2 separate regions of the Muntiacus reevesi genome follow, and region 2 is linked to region 1. A link is a contact called in public Hi-C data. All regions are on one chromosome and are shown on one strand. Each heading gives the region's core, a stretch centred on a gene start, on an enhancer-like site or on the middle of the called end of the contact. The rest is flanking DNA. Distances are from core to core; before and after follow the strand shown.

Region 1 (2,740 bases), core at 125-2,624:
CAGGTTTTGATCTGGATGGCCTAGATACTCATTTCTATCCATGCAACCTAAGTTAGGGTGCACCTTTCTGTAAGGTTTGTCTCCTGGATGGTCCCAAAGCACAGAAACTGACATTCATCATCATTGTATCTTATAGTTTCACCACTTCTTAGAAGGAACTATCAAGTCCATGCGTAGATGGTTTTCTATGGGAAATGGATTGTGCACCATATTGAGGTCCTTGTCCGTTCTTATCTGACAAAGTTCAGAGGAGCAGGGTATGAGGTGGGTGGGGTGCTGCAGAGCAGCTCCTGGGTTGAAATGTTTTAATCCAGCCCTTAACACTTCACTGTGTGCCTTGGTCAAGTGTCTCAACCTAAACCTCATCATCCGTAACAGGAGGCAACTACTTGTTATCAAGAGCGCTTGTGGACAGTAAGTTACTTGATGAATGCAAAGCATTTAGTACTCCACCAAGCAGAGCGGGCTCCCCAAACACAGTTATCCCGTTATTTCTCTGATCACCACTTACAAATGGATCTGAGCTTAGGCTGATTCAGAAAGGAGCTGTTCTAGCTGGTTCCTGTGTCCAGGATGGAGGTGATGGGTCTCTCCTTTGGCGAGAAGTTAGAATGGGTTAATTCTTCTAACTTGGGAAATTGTCCTGCTTTCAGTTTCATCTCAGCCTCCAAAACCCCTCAGTCTTGGCTTCGGTATTTTGGCCTTCAGCAGCTTCCTTTCCCACTCTCTGGATTCTCACGTGCTCCTGACCACAGTGAAGACCACACTGCCTTTCCTGCTCTCCCAGAGACTGGAGCTCCCTGTTTGTGTCAGTTGTACCAAACATCAGCCATGAACAGCATGCAAACCACCTCTTCTCCCGGAAACTCCCCTGGAGGCAGCTGGGTATCTCCCAGTCTGCTTCTTGAGCCTGCTCACCCTCCTCATTTGTGGTATCAAGGAATACACAGGTACAAGACACTGGTAGTGACTGCCCCACACCTCCTCACAATTCCTGAGCACTACCTGTTTTTCTTGTGAACTATCTTATCTGCTTCTAAAGAAACTCCACCTCTCATTTCTAGATTCGCTTCTTCCCACACTCATAGACTCACAGAATCACAGAAGTCTAAGTCTTTGTGCACTTCCTGGACATGCTGGAAACTTCTTGAGGGTAGGGCTTATTATTTTCTAATTGTGGGGAAGTGGGAATGCTGAAAGTCTAAGAGGGCACCTCACCTGCTTTCCAACATCATCTGATCTCCATCCACACAAAGCACACGGTTCTTTCTAGGCGGGCTTCCGTGATGCTGAGGGCCCTTGTCCCCAGGGCAGTGCACAGAGCTGGGCCTTCCAGTGTGTTATGTAATTCCTACAAACCACCCACTTCCTCTAGGCTGCATAAAAAGGAGGGAGGGATACGAATGCCAGCCCTTTCTGTCCTAAGAATTGGGAGAGTGAAGATCACAGGCATGAGAGCCCAATGAGTTCCCAGAAAGAATGGGACTTGTCAATTATTGAAGCATCAGACAGAACAGTGGTTCTCTTCATAGTTTAATGTTATATTTGCAGCATAAATAAGGCACAATATATGTCAGGGCAAGGTTGGGAGAGGGAGAAGGCATGGCTGGGGGTAACTGCTATGTGGCGAGGGGAGAGGAGGCGGGACGGGAAGGGAGAATAGAGCGAAGCCTCTGCCTCAGCCCCGTCCCAGGAGACTGTGAGAACCTGCTCACAGGGATCATGCTGAAGTGGGTCGGGGGAGAAAGGGAGAAGACAGTTTTGTAACAAAACAGCCTGTAGCACTGCATCCTCCTGCCTGTCAAAGTCTACCACTGGGACTGGAGAAACCCAGACCCAGAGTCAAGTTCCTTAATGACATGGAGAGGTGTTGCTACATGTCAAAGATATACAGATGAACAGAGATATAACCATAGATACACACAGCTTTCTTTTCAACAGATACTATGTCAGGAGACTATGGCTTCCACTGCTGGGGCTGGAGGCTCATCTCCCTGCCTGAAAGGTGTGTTGGGGGGTGGGGTGGGTGGGAGAACAGGACAGCTGGTCCTTCCTGTAACAAAGAACATGGAGTAATCCGTCTGCAAGGGAGTATATGGGCCAACTCCTGTCCGGATCCATGCAGGACAGGTTTTAGGGGTAAGTAGAGGAAGACAAATCTAGATTTTGAGATGAGTGATGCTGTTATTGTTTTAATGGCAGTGGAGGGAGGGACTGGACAAAATGGAAAAATGTTAGTGCTAAGGCAGAGGATGGTACACCCTACAAGGATTTCCCAGCTTGCCCCTAAGGCAATGGTTCTCAAACTTCAGTGTCTCTGAGAATGGCTCTGAGTGCTTGTCAGAGCCCATCCCCAGAATTTCTGATTCAGTATGTCTGGAATGGGGCCCAAGCGTGCAGGTCTAACAAGTTCTCAGATGATGGTCCTGCTGGTCCCGGACCACATTCTGAGAACCACTGCCCTAAGGGAAAGTCAGTGAAACTAGTGCTCATAGCCATTTCTTAAAGCTAAAATGTCACTCACCAGAAGTTAATGCTGATGAGACTGCTCTAGGCTACCAGCCCCCATTAAAAAGAGAAACTCTAGCAGCTGTGATACAAACCTGCATCTGCAAAGGACGTAAGCTGCCTTAAGCTGCCCTATACTCCCCAGCCCCTTTTCATTCTGGGGGAGAATTTTACCCCAAACAGAGACGAATGAACTGGTCTGGAGGGTGGGGATGTTGGCCAGCACCATCTA
Region 2 (2,740 bases), core at 69-2,568, 170 kb before region 1:
AAAGCGCTAAGCAGATACAGGATATAAATAGCCCTAATTCTGCCACAAACTAGGTGACTCTGAACATTGGTTCATTCGTTTAACAAGTATTAATAAGCAATTCCAGGGCTTCCCAGGTGGCACAGTGATAAAGAAACCCCCTGCAGGTGATGCAGGAGACAAGAGTTTGATCCCTGGGTGGGGAATATCCTCTCATGAAGAAAATGGCAACCTACTCCAGTATTCTTTCCTGGAAAAATCCATGGACAAGGGAGCCTGGTGGGCTACAGCCCATGGTGTCAAAAAGAGAGGGACACGACTGAGCACACACACACACACACACACACACACACTCACTCACTCACTCACACTCACACATCAATTCCAAGGACCAGGCTCTGGGCACACAGAACTGTATATGGCATAGTCCCCACTCCCAAGAGCAACCAGCCTCATTGGAGAGGCATTCTGCTTTAATATTTTGTCTGTGTCTGCCCTTTCTTTCTACATGAAAAGTTCCCCTTGAGCGCTATACCCCAAGTCAGAAAACCAAGGGTTCCAGAAGGTTAATAAACAGAGGACTCATCTGAGAATCTTGTTAAAATATAAATTCTGGGGTGGAGCTCTGAAGCTGTAGTTCCAAAAAGTCCCCAGGTGATACTGCACAGACAACACTTTGAGTAACCTCTCCGCCCATTAGTTCACTGTTGCCTGGGAAGTCACAGAGAGCGTAAAAGAGCAGAATATAAAAACTGGGGGTGGTTTGGAGAAATTGGCTGAGAAAGCACTTTGTGAGACAGGAAAGCAGTATAGGGTTGATGGAAAAGTGGGAGTCTGTGTGACAGATCTGTGGAGAGCAGTGAGATGCCACTCACAAAGTTTTTTTAAATTAATTTATTTCTGCCTGCACCAGGTCTTCCTTGCTGTGTGAGGGCTTTATCAAGTTGCTGGCAGCCACAGTTACTCTTTCCTTGTGTTTGGGATGCTCATTGCCCTTGCTTCTACTGTTGGTGAACACAGGCTCTAGAGTACTGGCTCAGAGTTGGGGCAACACGGGGCTTAGTTGCTCTACCGCATGTGGAATCTTCCTGCACCAGGGATGGAACCTGTGTCCCCTACACAGGCAGGCAGATTCTTAACCTCTGGACCACCAGGGAAGTCCCACCCACAAACACTTTCATTGTATCTTAACCTTGGCACCATCCAACCCCCCAAACTCACTACAGCCTGGCCTGCAACTTCCCCCCTCCCTTCAATGAAGCCTGATTTTCACCAACAGATTGCTTTGTAATTATCAGTTAGGTGCCTGCCTCTTACCAGTCATGTGACCTGGAGAGAAGGAATGGAGCTCTGTGTATTCACACACAGTCACCATCTCCCCTGTGTGTGCTTAAGTTGCTCAGTCGTGTCCGACTCTTTGTGACCCCATGGACTGTAGCCGGCCAGGCTCCTCTGTCCACGCGGATTCTCCTGGCAATAATACTGGAGTGGATCTTCCTAATCCAGGGACCGAACCCCGGTCTCCCGCATTACAGGCGGATTCTTTACCGTCCGAGCCACCAGGAAAGCCCATACAGCTTATTTAACGTTTGTTGAATGGTTTTTCACAATTTGCAGAGTCTTGGGAGGTTAGTCCGGGCCTAGCGCACTCTCCACTAACTTCACCAGGGGGCGCGGTGGCCCCGGCGACACAGTGACTGAGACCCACAGTCCCGGGGGCTCAGAGCGCTCAGCAGGCGGTCTCCACGCGCCTGCCCCTCCCTACAACCTGGGCGGGAAACCGAGGCAGCGCCCCGGCCGCTGCTCGAAACTTCTAAAATGGGCCCCCTACTTTGAGAGGCGGGAGGCATCACGGGAGCCTGGGTGCCTGGACCTCGGCCCGCCGCCCCTTCCCCGGGCCCGCCGAAGCCCGGCGCCCCGGCCCGGGGCCGGTAACCAGGCGCACATGGCCCGCCCGGCCCTGTTTGTCCTGGCAGCGCGCCGCCGCTATTTGAGGCGGTTTTTATCTCCCAGAAACCAGCAAAACCCCAAGCGGAGTCTAGGGAAGATGAAAGGGGCCGAGGGGCCGGGGAGGGGACGACCGCGAGGCTGCGGCGGGCGGGAGCTGGCACCGGACAGGCGGAGACCGGCAGGCGAGAAGGCCAGGCCCTGGGGGGTCCCGAGGAGCCGGCCCAGCGGGGTAGCGCCGAGCCCGGGGGTCCACTTCGGGCCGCCCCCTCTCGCCGCCGCGAGCCTCGGCGTCCCCCGCCCCTTTTCAGACTCTCTTCCGCCGCGGCCCCCGGCCCGCGGGAGAGTCCTCGGAACTCCGATCCTTCTTCAAAGCGCCTTTGAAGCCCCGCGCCCCGCCCGAGGGCAGGAGATTTCGCACCTGGACGGGGGCGGGGTGGGAAGGGGGCAGCAGCTCAAGCTCGGCCGAATCGCCTCCTGGGACACGCCGACCCCTCCCCGCTGCAGCGCGGCGGGCCTCTCCCGAACCCCCGAGGGGTACCGGCGGACTGGGGCGCCGCCCGCAGTCGGGCCCAGGCCGGGGGAGCTGCGGGTGAGCCCCTCTGCCTGGCGGGGGAGTCCTAGGGGGCGGGGGCCGCACAAAGCCCTATTGTGGCTGGGGGCTGAACGCCACAGAGTGCCTTTTGTTCCGCCTCTAACTCCGTGGCGGGCACCACTGATTGCAGGCCCCGGGCCGGGGGCGGGTTACGTGCCAGGCGGGTCCGCCCGCGGGAGCCGCACCGCGCCGGGCTCTGGCCGCGCGATAGTCCGCACG

What was found. Hi-C and Micro-C count contacts between places; a contact is called where the count stands out from the background.
Region 2: a Hi-C map of muscle shows a contact between it and region 1, with 6 times the contacts expected there. The contact joins the promoter of AAAS here to the promoter of NPFF in region 1. A contact is called at or near these places in 2 of 3 Hi-C or Micro-C datasets (blood and muscle).

Annotation. Positions count from the first base shown.
Region 1 is chr4:142,871,584-142,874,323 of mMunRee1.1, reverse strand. NPFF (neuropeptide FF-amide peptide precursor) reads right to left here and starts at 1,374. Exons shown (of 3, transcript XM_065934283.1): 1 at 1-1,374. LOC136167083 (cyclic AMP-dependent transcription factor ATF-7) reads right to left here. Exons shown (of 11, transcript XM_065934278.1): 11 at 1,515-2,740.
Region 2 is chr4:143,041,889-143,044,628 of mMunRee1.1, reverse strand. It overlaps AAAS (aladin WD repeat nucleoporin), which reads right to left and starts at 1,318. Exons shown (of 17, transcript XM_065934319.1): 1 at 1,297-1,318. The coding sequence starts at 1,303.